Linked DNA regions of Mus musculus: all the other regions are linked to region 1. The links are chromatin contacts, called in public Hi-C maps. All regions are on one chromosome and are shown on one strand. The core of a region is the stretch at or near the end of the contact, and the rest is flanking DNA. Distances in the headings are between cores, read along the strand shown.

Region 1 (4,535 bases), core at 941-3,440:
TCCCCTTTCTCAGTGGTATGTGTTAGGGGAGAACTCAAAATTCTAACCCTCTAATCACATGGAATTTCCTCTTAGCAAGCAGCTTCTCTCTGAGGCCCTAGGAGCCCCTGGGCATCAGTAAATCACCTGCACCTGAAAAGACACATGATTTGGAGACACTCTAGGTTTAGACAGTTATGTGGCAAGAAGTTAGAACAAAGACCAAATAGATATTTCATATTATAAGACACTATACCCCAGCCATATGTATATATGTGTATATCCATATCCAAAGACACTTATTTCTTTATCAATCTCTGGGAAGATTTATTTTTAGGAACTGTCTCCTGTGATTCTGAGGTCTGGCAAGTCTGGAAGTGGATTATAGAAAGCCAGCTGGCAGGAAGCTGGTGGAATTTCTCTGATATCATATGAGGACAACTTTCCTTTATCTCCAGGAAATCCATCTTTGCTGTAAAGGCTTTCAGCTCAGAAGACCAGGCTCCTCCCCATTCCTGAAGGTTGTTTGCTTATGTCAAGAGTTCATAGGTGTTGATCACATCCATGAAATGCTGCTTTCACTACAATCATCAAGATGAGCGTTGAACTATCTGGGTGCTATGTCCCAGGCAGTTCACTGAGCACTGAACAGCAGAGTCTTTGAGGTTGCCTCCATGAACTTGGTCTGGTGTGGACAGCAGGAGGGAAGGCAGAGTGGCCATGATCACCCAGGGAGATGCCCACATCCAAAGACTGAATCCCAACTGAGTCTCCCCAGTCAGCCTGCCTTCCTCATGCTGAAGGCAGAAGGGATCAGGGAGATCAATATGGGCTCATTAACACTTAATTTAGACTTTGTAGGCTACAGCATGCCAGAAAGAGAAATGGCAGACATATTACTTGTCAAAGGCATTAGCTATCATTAGCCTGTCCCTTACCTGTCAGGCTCATAATACTTCTCCCAGTACTCAACACTGTCCATACCATGATGCCTAATGACTTCCACCCAGACTCCACATCCTCAACTCTTCCTGTGTGGAGCTCTCATGGCCGGCCGTCTTTCACTCCAAAGTTCACTGTTTATTTCATGTCCAAGTGATTGTGTTCATTTCTAAGCCATTATCATGTGAAGAGTGTTCTGGTCACCAGGGCAACCAGGAGCCTGGAGTGTCCTCACCTCCCCAGTTGAGGAGATATCTCCTTCCTTCTTGGGAGGACTCCAGCTGAGTGTCGATTCCTTCTCTTTATGAGGTCTTTGCAGCCTTAGCTTGCCTAACTTCTATGTACCTCCCTCACTAAGTAAGATCCATTGGGTGCGAAATTTCTTTTTTGGACTCAAAACAGACCTTTTCTAGCACAGCTTACTTTGTGGTTACACAACCTTCTGGTCTCTCATCTGCTAATGTTTTACCTATTGTACACCCCAAACCATTCCTCTCCTTTACTTTGTTTATCATCCCCCATTTTGATATCTAAGAATTCGGAGCATTGGCCAATGTGTCCAGGAGGGGGGGGGGAAACGCAGCATATGTCCAACTCTAACTATAAAGCTACACACTGCTGGAAATGAAGAATTCTGGGAAGATGCCTCTCAACGTTGTTGTCTGGTACTGTTGGAGCACAGTTGGGAGTCTGATGCCATTTTAGTAGATTGCTCCAGAATTGTAAATAGAACCCATGATTCCCTTACTGCAGGAATGCATCATGTCCTACTGTGGCTCTTCCAGGAGCAGGTTCTTGTCTGGAAACAGATGCATGTTTGGATGGAAGTGACTGTAGGTCATCATGCCTGGCCTTGGCTTTGACCTGGTGTTGCCTGGATGCTTCTCTTGCCCTCCACACCCTCTGCCATCCTCTGAGAGGTGGAGGTGGGAGCTCTGATTTATAGGCTGGGGAAAGTAATTGATTCTCACTGCACTGGCTGGCCTTGACCTTGGGCTTATCATTCTGAGTGCATCCTAAGATGGACCACTGGCCTGAGCTTTCAGGGAGGAGTTGGAGGGAAGAGAGAAAGAAAGAGTAGTGCCCACCCCAGTGATCAGCATTCCACCTTTGAGATTCAGTCTCTACTTTCCAAGTGGTCTGAGGGTTGTGGGAACTGGAAAGGAAAGCCTGTCTCCATGGCTTCTCCATTGTGCTATAGAATGGAATGTATCACCCATGCTGTGCACTGTGAGGCGCTTCCAGACTCTCTGAAGGAAACAGTAAAGCAGGACTCCTTCTCTCTTCTGTGCCCACACAGCAGAGGGCCTACAGTGGATGCAGACAGGCTAAGCTGGCTTTCATTCTGCCTTCTGTTCCAGCCTCTGCTCTCTATAGCCAATCACTTGTTTTTCTTAATTTTCAAAGACAATGGTGTCTGATACAGTTTCATTTTGTTAGCAGCAAGAGTGTGCTGGGGAGCAGGGTGTGTGTGTGTGTGTGTGTGTGTGTGGGTGTGGGTGTGGGTGTGTGTGTGCGTAAACACCTGAAAATTGAAGCAGGCACCTGGATAAGAATCTGAGGTTTCATTGAAAATAAACCAGCAGTGGTGCTTGTAGGAGTCTGTGATGCGGATTTTACAAGGCTTAATATTAGACACAATATCAGAGCTTTTTTGACAGAATATGTTGGGAGAGATTTTGTGTTTTGTGAGATGGAGGTTTTTCTTTTTGCCTAAAGCTACAGTCTCTGTGTCCCTGGGGAAGCCCTTCCTCATAGCTGGGGTTGTATTAAAGGATAGAGCTGAAGACCATGTCTGTGACTGCCACTGCAGGAAGGATTTGATTCTTATATAGGAAGAAAAAACTTTCAAAAATGAGAGCTCATTGTCTAGACTGTCTGGACTAGGGGTAGAGCACTGGCATGAAACAGTTAGTCGTCCAAGCCTGCCAGAAACATAAAGCAGGCATTGCAGCCATTTGGCACAAGAGTCAATGTGACTGTTTCACCTTGGGGAGGGTGAGGATGGTGGGCACCAGTGAGATCCCCCAAACTAGCCTTTCTGTGAGTTCCTTTGGGACGGAAACTGGAGACTGTCCCTAGGTATTTTGGGGTTTCTTCTCTCTTTCATCCCTGTTGCTCTTTATGGCCTTCCTTCCATCAGACTGTCTTGCAGTTACTTCTTCTGTCAGTAATGCAAGGAGGAGATGCTGCTCTGTATGGGTCGGAAGCAGTTTTCTCTGTCTTCCCCTTTGCATGACTCAGCATTTCCTGCCAGTGACAAAACATTGGGCAGACACAAATTAAGAGAGGGAGGATTTATGCTGCATTCAGAGGCTGTAAACCTGTTGGGAAGGGATGGCATGGCCTGGGAGAAAGGAGAGAGAAAGGTGAGCTTATACATATGACTTTCATCCCCAGAGCCCATGTGGTGGAAGGAGAGAAGCAATCCCACAGGCACATGTGCCCATTCATATACGCAAATTACGTAAATAGATGTAATAAAAATTAACTATGCACATGAGCACACATGGCTGCATTTGATCCCTTCTTTTCCCCCTTTTATTGCTCCTAGGCCCTCAGCCTGCTGCCCACACTCAGGTCTGCCCTTTGCTCCTCTCTGGGTGCATCTCAGTCCAGTCAAGTTACTAACCGAGGCACCTGCTACCTCTCAGGTTGCATCTGAAGGGAGTAACTAGAATTTAGCACCATCTTCTGGGTGGCTCAGCCACAGCACCTCCAGCTTCTAGCTTTACCCTGTCTGTCTCTGCAAGGACTGGGTGCTTTCTCTGTGCCTGTCACAATGTCTGGCACAAACTACACACTCAATACACAGGTCTGAAAGGTTGGAAAGAGGTAGAGGGAAGGAGAAAATGGCTGAGGGGAAAGGGAGGGGAGAGGTGTCCTTTCTGGAAGTAAATGATATCTTCATACCACAGCATGCTGGCACATTCTCTTTTAAAAGGCAGGGACAAGATCACTTGGCATTCTTTGTCAGTAATGGACCTTCAGGCTCTTCTGTCTGTGGAATTTCAAGGCCACATAAATTCCCCTGGAACTTAGTTATTTTTGGAAGTTTTAGAAGAGGTCTGTGCAGTAATGAGGCTATAGTTATAATTATATATTAAACGATTAAGAAGGCAATCTTTTTTTTTCCCACAGCTCACAATCAATGGAAGGATTTTGCTTGTTTTTAGTCCTACCAAACTGTTTTAGCAAATTTTTATTAATTTTTTAAACCACTTTTTATTAAAAAAAATAGCAAGTTTTTAGGGTTAGAATGATGGCTTAGTGGTTAATTGCAGGCATTGCACGTCTAAAGGGTTCTTGGCACTCCAATCCGTCTGTAACTCCAGTTCCAGGAAGTCCCTCTTCTGGCCTCTGCAGGAACAAGTATACACACACACACACACACACACACACACACACACACACACACACACACACACACACACACACTTTAAAAAAATAAATCTTAAAAAAGTAACATAAAATATTAAAAAGCAATGTTTGACTAATTATGTCAAATGAACTTTGCATTGCTAAACTCAGGAACAAGTCTGTGGTTGAAGGAGGTGCCCTCATTCCTGGAAAGAGTTTGACTGAAGATTCTATTCCTGGTTTCTTTCATATCC
Region 2 (3,896 bases), core at 1,379-3,878, 260 kb before region 1:
ATGCTGAAGTCATCCGTTCTAATTTCATTTCTTTTGCTGTGATAGAATATCCTGACCCAAAGAAACTTAGGGATCCCAGGTTGCAGGCCTTCATGTGGGAAAGTGAAGGTAGCAGGATCCTGAAACTTATAGTCCCATCACATCCACAGTCAAGGGCAGAGACAAATGAGCGCATACTTGCTAGTGCTCAGCTGAATTTCTCTACTTCTCTACAGTTTAGGGCCCCTCTGCATAGGAAATGGTGCCACTCAAAGTGTGCTATGTCTTTCCATATCAGTGAACTAAGACAGTTTACCATAGACATGCCCATATATCAAACCAATGTAAACAGTCCCTCATTGAGATTCTTTTCCAAGATGAGTCTTGGTTGTATCAAGTTGACAATTAAAACTGACCACCATACCATCAACTAAGACACCACCTACTCTCTGATACTAAGAGCCAACACTAATTTAACATTAGGGACAAGAAATAGTTTAGCCATGATGCTCATATTAACTTGTCTGATGTGGGTATCATGTAGATTTAAATTAGTGGCTTCTCCTGACAGCCTGTGACTTGAAAGAGTTTGTTGACCAGAAAAGAGCATTTTCCACTGAGCATCTATGTTATCAACTTCCATCCATGTTTATTTTAGAGCTTAAGAGCATAATGAAGAGGAGAGAGTAGAAGGATATAAAATCAAGGGTTAGACAGGAGTCAGGGTGGTGACATAGACCTGTAATTCATCTAGCATTTGGGAGGTAGAGCTAGGAAAAGTAGGACTTCAAGGTTGGTCTGAGATACATAGTGAGTTCAAGGCCAGCCTGGGCTCATGAGACCCTGGCTCAAAGAATCACAACAAGTAAAGAACAACCAAAACCTTAGCAGGAAGGTGCTAGTGTTTGGAAAGCCCCAGAAACTGCCCTGGTAGCTAGGAATTCATACCGAATGCAATGGAAAATCATGACAAGTTTTAAGTAGGTTCTTGCTTTATCAATGTGCTATGTATAGGGGTATGGGAGAAAAATACAAACACAGGTGGTAGTTTCAGGATGGGAAGTCTAGAAGATTCCATGAGCCTTCATCCTGTCATCCCTGTGAGACTACTTCTAACACATCCCAGGTAAGCACATGAAGGCCAGTTACCTCCCACAGAGGATGGACCATGTTTAATGCCATGTGGACATAGCATGGTGTGCTAATCAATTAGCAAGAAAACCAGAAAACCTATAGAGATAGCAGTGAGCAAACACTAACCCTTGCTACCCTGCTCACTCAGAAATGGCCTCACCAGAGAACATCTTTGCTGTGAAGTTTGTCTTAGCTTCCACATCTCCTGGCTGCTTTTTTCTTTTTCTTTTTTAAATAATCCTCCTTCAAGATAGAGGCCTCGTCTCATGTCCTAGGCTTTATAATAAAGACAAATTTGAAAAGTAATTGATAAAGACTCATTCCTTGTAGAGCAATAAAATTTATCGTGGCTTAACTAATCTGGCCCCACTTGTGCCTGCTGCCTGCCTTCCCAACCATCGGATGACTAATTGATAACTAATTTTCTCAATTTGTTCTCCATTACTTATTGCCACCAAGAAGCGTCTACCTTAGTCTGTGAATCACGGAAACCCCGTGAAGTCCGGTGATGAGTCTTGCCAGGATTCAGCATGGCACATGGGCCAGCCTTTCAGGCAGCCACACTGGTCTCTTCTCACCCACATGGCTAAGACTCGAGGTGTTTAGTCCCTGCCAGGCACAGGCACTGTGAGGGACAATGAACATTCCACCTATATATACCATGTTATCTTAACATGGTAACAACAGAGGTTCAGAGAGGCCAGGGGCCTTTCTGGAGGTCATAGAGCAGTAGAACTTGTAACTTGCCTGTCTGTCTTCCAGGTCTATATTTTGGCCACTATGTTAGTCATACCCGTACCTCCCCAAACTCTTTCCCCTAAGCTGAGAAATGTCAACACCAAGGAAACCTTGCCAGCTATGGAGTGAAGGTGCTCTATCTCCAGATAGCCTGGTCTCATAACGCTGGGTCTCTCTATCCTCTGGTATAGAGTCACGACAACTGATCCTTCTGTGGCTGCTTAGCCCTCAGACCTGCCCACAGCACTGACCTCCTGGGAAAATATCTCCTGAACTTCCTGACACCCAGCTTTATGTGTCTGTTGGGGCCCGAATTCAGCATTCCTGAGTCCAGACACTGCCTGCCTACGTGTGCCTGCTGTGTAGTGGTTCGGGGTAGCGGGAGGCTGAGCCAGGGAAAGGTTCACTCATTACAGATTCCTGAACCCTGCTGTTCACTGGCTTCTTAACAAGTGATGCTATTAGTCTTACATGTTCTCAATTCTTCATTTTCTTTGTGTGTGGGGGAGTTGAAGGCTATATTGTGGTATTTATCCTTGGAATAATGTTGCCATAGTTACCTCCTGACTCTATTATCACAGCAGTCCAGTAATTGAAATAGCAAGGCCCAGAGATGCTCTTGTGAATGTGTGCTGGGCCCACAGGTTGGGCATGCAAAGTGTCTTTTAGATTGGGAAAGAAAGAATACAACTTAGCCTTAGCAATTAACCCTGGAGCATGGCACAGTGGTCCCATCTGCTGATGGAGGTGTTGCTTGGTGAGGTCCAGAGTGAGCCATTTCTGTGGAGGTTTTTTTTTGTTTCACGTTGTTGTACAGTGACACTCGTCGAATGCAAGAATGTAATATCTCCATGGAAACTGAAAATGTTCAAAATTAAGATCCAGGATAGGAAAGCTTCTGAGTATGGTGGTGCTGATGCTCATCACTAATACAGAAAGGAGAAGAAGCAGCTCCAAGGTGTCGGGTGTCACGGGCAACAGGGAATGGGAAATCGGACATCTTGTCTCACTCAGAGCCTTTGCTTTGGGGACATGGTGGAGGAAGGTTAGGGACACACCACTGCCTAGCGCATCTTCATGCTCCATGTTGGGAAAAGTGCTGCTAACTCTTCAGGGAACTTTAACCTTGACTCCGCTTGGATGTTCTGCACATCCAGCAGGGAAGAGCTAGCAGGGTACATGTGAGCAGTGGGTTGCAATGGCAGAAGTCGTCAGCCACAGCTCACTGTGAATGAAGCCCCAGCACTCAGCAAACTCCTTTTGCCTACAGGGCCCCACCTCTACCTACACGGAATGGGGATAGGAGCAGCGTGGGCTGTGTTGAAGGGGTTCTTTCCTCTCTTTCTCTTTCATACCTATCTTTGGCAGCATCTGCATGGTTACCCTCATCTGACATCCTTATGTAAGATGTTAAGGTTTACCTTAGAATATTCAAATTTACCTGCGGTATTCTAGGATAGTCCATGCGATCCTGAGGGTGTCTGTAAACACAAATGCTATTTGCCCACAGTGTGATTCCTTTGTTCTGGTTCACTGGATCCCTGATGCTTCTGCCTTTGAGAGCATGCCTCCCTGTATCTTACTATTGTGGGACACTCAAGGCCACCCACATAACCCTCTTCCACCCAGGTTATGGGCTTTCCCTGAAATGTCACACAGTGGCATCAGGATGTACACAGACTCTTGGGTTTTGATCTGAACCTCAAGCTCAGGGCTTCATTACCAACTTCTGGATCTCACTCCTTTCTCTTTTTAAAAAAACCGTATACACTTGGGGTAGAACTCAGGCCTCCTGCGAGCTAGGCTAACACTGTACCACTGCGCAATGGCCTCAGCATAACTCAATCTGTATTCAGCGATTAAGTAGGAGATGCCCTTGGCCACCACTGTCAAGCACTGATTGTGTCTCTCACTGATTCATTAGTTCCTTCATTCACTGTGTATGTGTGTTGCTGTTAGTGTGTATGTGTGTGTGTGTACATGATTATGTATGTGTGTGTATGTGTGTTGGTGTTAGTGTTTATGTGTGTATGTGTACATGATTA
Region 3 (4,481 bases), core at 1,478-3,977, 390 kb before region 1:
AGGTTGTCTGGGAAGGCTTACTGGAAGAGGGGGCAGGGCCTAGAAGAGTAAGGGGAGTCAGCTTGCCGCTGGCCAGGGCTGGGGGTTGGTGGTGTGTGGGCTCTACACAGGGGGCACTGCTGCTAGCAGCACGGGTATGGATTCGGGTCTCCCTGGCTTCAGCTTCTTCCTTAACGTCAGAAGCCAGATTATTCTGGAGCTGGCCAGTAGGGACTGAACTTGGAGTTTCTGCTCGGATTAGTGTGGGGTCCAGTTTGAAGGCACTGGAGTGCCATTGTCTGACTGGCACTTCAGAGAGTTCCGGGGACTTGGAGGAATCCTTGCCCCTCTTGGGAAATGGCGGTGCTGTAGGGTCACTGCTCAGTCCCCCGGGCTTCTGGGCGAGCCGTGCCTCTCATTGCTAACACACCTTTCAGAGCCCCCAGCTTTGCGGAGCACTGCTGCACGCACGAGATAAAAGCATTAGGAACAGAAGGACAAAGCAGATACTCGAGGCGCGGAGACCCGGCAGCATCAAATCTGCCCCTTCAAATGCCACACATGATTTTGTGCACACTGTTCTGATTAAAGCAAGCCAGGCTCGTGGGGGGAGGGGCTCCAGTCTGCTGTCCTGGTGACCATCCTTGCAGTTGCTGTCTTACCTCTGCCTGATAAAAGGGTAAACCCATTTAGCCATCCCCCTGAACCTCTGAGGATGTCTATGCCCAGTGGAGACATGTTCAGATTGATAGGTTTTCACGACTAGCAGTGTTAGACTGTAAAGCAGTCTTTCTCTGACAGTGTAGGTAAGAATTATCACTCAGTAAATGCTTGCTACTGGTGTAAACAATCAATCCTATTGATTAGCAATTCCACAGAAGCCCTGCCCCATCCCCTGCCCCATCCCCAGTCTTCCTACTGTAACCCCAGCAATCACCTCTCTTTCCGGTGCTGATGCTAAAGAGACTGAGTCGTTCGGGATCTTCATGCAAATGAGCCCTTTCACGCTGTGGGATTTGCCCTTATCTTCCATAGGGGACTTCTTCCCACAGGCATCACTAGCCTCTGTTAACTGCTGAGTGACACTTAGTGGCAGAATTGGATTACGCCCTCTAGTGATCTACTCATGCTTTTGTAGGGCTGTGACCAAGTGAGCAATCTGACAAAAAAGAATGTCTGGGAGCCAAACATTGGCTCATTGTTTCAGAGGGTTTCCGTCATGGCTGGGTTCGCCCTAAGGCAGGAAAGATCTGTAGCAGACAGGAAGCAGAGAGTAGCCAGAAACTGCGGCTGACTTCCTGAAACAATGCTATGGGGGTGGGGTGGGGGGGGAGGAGGCTTTCCACACGTAACTCCTCCTACTGCAGGAGGCAAAATACCTGCTGAGAAGCAGTCTGAGCTGGGGAGGGTTTATTCTGGCTCAAAGTTCAAGGGATACATCTATCCTGGCAGCCAAGACTTGAGAAGCAGCTGGTCACATGGTTCACAGGGAAAGAACAGCAAATGGGGCAGGACTTAAAATAAAAAGCCAAACAAACAAACAAAAAAACCCTTAAGTTTCTCCCTCTTCTAAGGACTTAACTTTCTCCAGTAAGGCTCCACCTCCTCTATGTTCTACAAGCTTCCAGAACTGCACCACTGCCGGCTGGGGACCAAATGTTCAAGACATAAGGCGTGGGACATTTAGAGTCATTATAGCGCCTTCTAGTGGCTAGGGTGGTTACTGCTGCTAGACTCGCAGGGAAGATGCATTGTTTTAAAGGACTTCAATGAATGAGATCTTTGTTTCAGGACTGAGGGAGTCTTACCTATGCACAGTGCACCTTGGGATTTGTGAGTCAGGCTCTTCCAGAGAGATGAGCATTCTGCGATAACCCTAGGATAAAGAGGAAGAGGATTGCTGTTCTGGGAACCAGAACGTTCCCAGAGCAGACTCCCAGCTCTGCAGCTTTCTGGCTGTGTGAGCTTGCGCCAGCGACTAGGCCTCTCAGTGCATATTCTCCTCAGTAAAGCAGCTGGTGAGGAAGACTGCTATGAGGATGAGTTGGTAAGGTAGAGTCTTAGGAAAGGGCACTGGGAGAGTTAACTCCCTTGTTAAATGAGGCATCACTTACCAATGTAATCTAACACATCTGAGCTGTCTGAGGAGCAAGGCCCCGGGAGTCTACATCTTCTTACCAACCATTACCTTTACTGTTATCAACAACTCTACTCTCATCTGAGCCCCTTAAAGAAAGTGGCTACAGGCTCATTCAGCCTGGCCGGGGCTCTCCCTGTCTCCTCCCCTCTGGCAGAAGCTGCTTTCTTGATGAAATGCAGGGTTCTGAGCTCTGCTACCAGCTACACAGAGCCCACAGGGCCCCGTTTTGCCCTCAGTGCCCCTAATCAGGAGTTCGGTCTGTCCGATCAGAACTTCCCCCTTTCAGACACAGGCAGACTTCTTCCTCTCTGCATTTCAATCTCACAAATCCAGGCCAAATATTGATGTTTGGTAACTACAAATATCACACCAGGCCTTTAATCAAGAGCCGAGCAGGGAGAAGGGAGCAAGCATGCCCTGCACGGGAGGGAGCCCACAGTGCTCAGAATGAGTTTTCTAAGGAATAGACTGACCGACAGGGTGGGAGGGAGCCGGCTCTGAGGTGAGCATGAAATGGTAGGAGCTCCCAGGCTCCTATTCCTGACACAGCGCCCATTGAAGTCATGTTCAGTGCCAGGGTCTGTAGGCGTGAGCTTGCTTTCCAGACAGGGAAATGTGTTTTCATTGTGAGCATCTGATATGCTGTGAGTCTACCCCATTACCAGCAAATGCAGTGAGCAACTCCCATTCTCTGTCATTTAGAATGGCAGGCAGATGCGAATGAGTGACAGCCCCCACCACCCCTTCACGCTAGGGAGGGAAGTCAGCCCTCAGGGGCAGAGGGGAAGTTGGATTCCAGGATTTCACATGGGGGACACAGAGGACAGAATGATCTAGAGTACTGGCCACCACCACATGTTGGCAGTGTAGCTTAGAGTGAGCCTCACCTCCTGGATCCTGCAGGCTTAGAGTGAGCCCCACCCCCTGGATCCTGCAGGCTTAGAGTGATCCCCACCCCGGGATCCTGCAGTTTAAAGTGAGCCTTACCCCGGGATCTTGCAGGTTTAGAGTGACCCCCCCAGGATCCTGCAGGCTTAGAGTGACCCCTACCCTGGGGTCCTGCAGGCTTAGAGTGACCCCCACCCCGGGATCCTGCACTTAAGTTCTCAGCACCAGTCAGTCCTGAGGATCGGCTGCTTTGCAATTCAATTATTTCTCACAACCTTCAGCCTCAGGACCCTGGCACATGCTGTTCTTTTGGTCAAGAATGCTGTTTCTCAAGATGGCTAACCTGGTTGCTTCTTCAGCTGTTTTGTGTGTGGCACTGTGCCAGGAGAGATTGAGGGTGGCAAGCAGACACCAGTGTGATTATTCCCCTCACTTGCTGCCTTTGTGTGCATGTATGTGTGTACTCATGTTCAGGTATGTGCAGGTGCACATGTGTTCACATGCATGTGAAGGCCAAGGAAAACCTCAGGTGCTGTTCCTTAGACACTATCTGCTTCGGTGGAGCTGGGTCCCTCCTTGGCCTGAAGCCTGTCAAGAAGGTTGAACTAGCTAGTCAGAGAGTCCCAGAGATCTGCTTGTCTCTCGTGGCCCTGGGATTGGGTCAAGCAAGCGCCACCACATCCAGATTTTTTACGTGACTCTGGAGGTCAAGTCCATTTCTCAGTGCGGGAAGCACTTCTTCACTGCCTGAGCATCTTCACATCTCGCTGGGCTGCTGTCTGATTCCCACATCTCCATAAAGCGTTCTCAACTACTCTCTCCCAATCCCAAGCACACCCTACAGCCTTCTCCCTACCTCTGCTTGCTTGCTTGCTTGCTTCTTTCCTTCCTTCCTTCCTTCCTTCCTTCCTTCCTTCCTTCCTTCCTTCCTTCCTTCCTTCCCTCCCTCCCTCCCTCCCTCCCTCCTTCCCTTCCCTTCCCTTCCCTTCCCTTCCCTTCCCTTCCCTTCCCTTCCCTTCCCTCCCTCCCTCCCTCCCAGCTTTTTTCACATCATGTACCCCAGTCCCACTAATCTCCCTGTACCCTCATATCCACCCTTTATCCTTGCAAACTGCCCCTCAAATAAATACACACATACATGCACACACCACCACCAGCAGCCACAATAAAAACAAAGCATAGAAAACATCTCATGGAGGCTGTCATGTGTCACAGTGTGTCCTACAGTATGTCCCTTTGTCCACACATCTTCACTTGTGAATGAATGTTCATCGCAATGAGTCATTAGTCTGGTTCGAGATCTCTGGCTGCTGTGACACCATCAACATTGGGTCCTCACTGGGAGTCCTCCTGGTTATCCTGTTGTTGCCCAGTGTCATGGAGATCTTGCAGCTTTGGAAGAGCAGGACCGGCCCTTTCACATATCCCAACCATTTACAGATGATATAGATTTTGGCGTGGGTCATTTCAGAGC

The links. A called contact is a pair of places that touch in the nucleus more often than the background predicts.
Region 2: a Hi-C map of cortical neurons shows a contact between it and region 1, with 2.4 times the contacts expected there. The contact joins two enhancer-like sites. A contact is called at or near these places in 2 of 15 datasets of contacts at CTCF or cohesin (both in embryonic stem cells), 29 of 484 Hi-C or Micro-C datasets (the AtT-20 cell line, cerebral cortex, cortical neurons and 3 more) and 2 of 115 datasets of contacts at active chromatin or transcription factors (embryonic stem cells and neural progenitor cells).
Region 3: a Hi-C map of cerebral cortex shows a contact between it and region 1, with 3 times the contacts expected there. The contact joins two enhancer-like sites. A contact is called at or near these places in 6 of 484 Hi-C or Micro-C datasets (cerebellar granule neurons, cerebellum, cerebral cortex and 3 more) and 2 of 115 datasets of contacts at active chromatin or transcription factors (SST interneurons and embryonic basal ganglia).

What each region holds. Positions count from the first base shown.
Region 1 is chr16:5,925,026-5,929,560 of GRCm38.p6, forward strand. Gm52234 (a long non-coding RNA gene) reads right to left here. Exons shown (of 3, transcript XR_003951860.1): 3 at 4,304-4,535. It also overlaps a transcript of Rbfox1 not described here. Among named protein-coding and RNA genes, the nearest start is that of Gm52234, 19 kb to the right of the region's middle. Within about 2 kb of position 2,191, at least 31 of the 459 cell types and tissues checked have an H3K27ac peak or open chromatin away from gene starts, as enhancers often do. A contact at or near this core is called in cerebral cortex and cortical neurons, where this site is marked.
Region 2 is chr16:5,666,348-5,670,243 of GRCm38.p6, forward strand. No RefSeq gene overlaps it. Among named protein-coding and RNA genes, the nearest start is that of Gm41416, 180 kb to the left of the region's middle. Within about 2 kb of position 2,629, at least 9 of the 459 cell types and tissues checked have an H3K27ac peak or open chromatin away from gene starts, as enhancers often do. A contact at or near this core is called in cortical neurons, where this site is marked.
Region 3 is chr16:5,536,299-5,540,779 of GRCm38.p6, forward strand. No RefSeq gene overlaps it. Among named protein-coding and RNA genes, the nearest start is that of Gm41416, 55 kb to the left of the region's middle. Within about 2 kb of position 2,728, at least 12 of the 459 cell types and tissues checked have an H3K27ac peak or open chromatin away from gene starts, as enhancers often do. A contact at or near this core is called in cerebral cortex and cortical neurons, where this site is marked.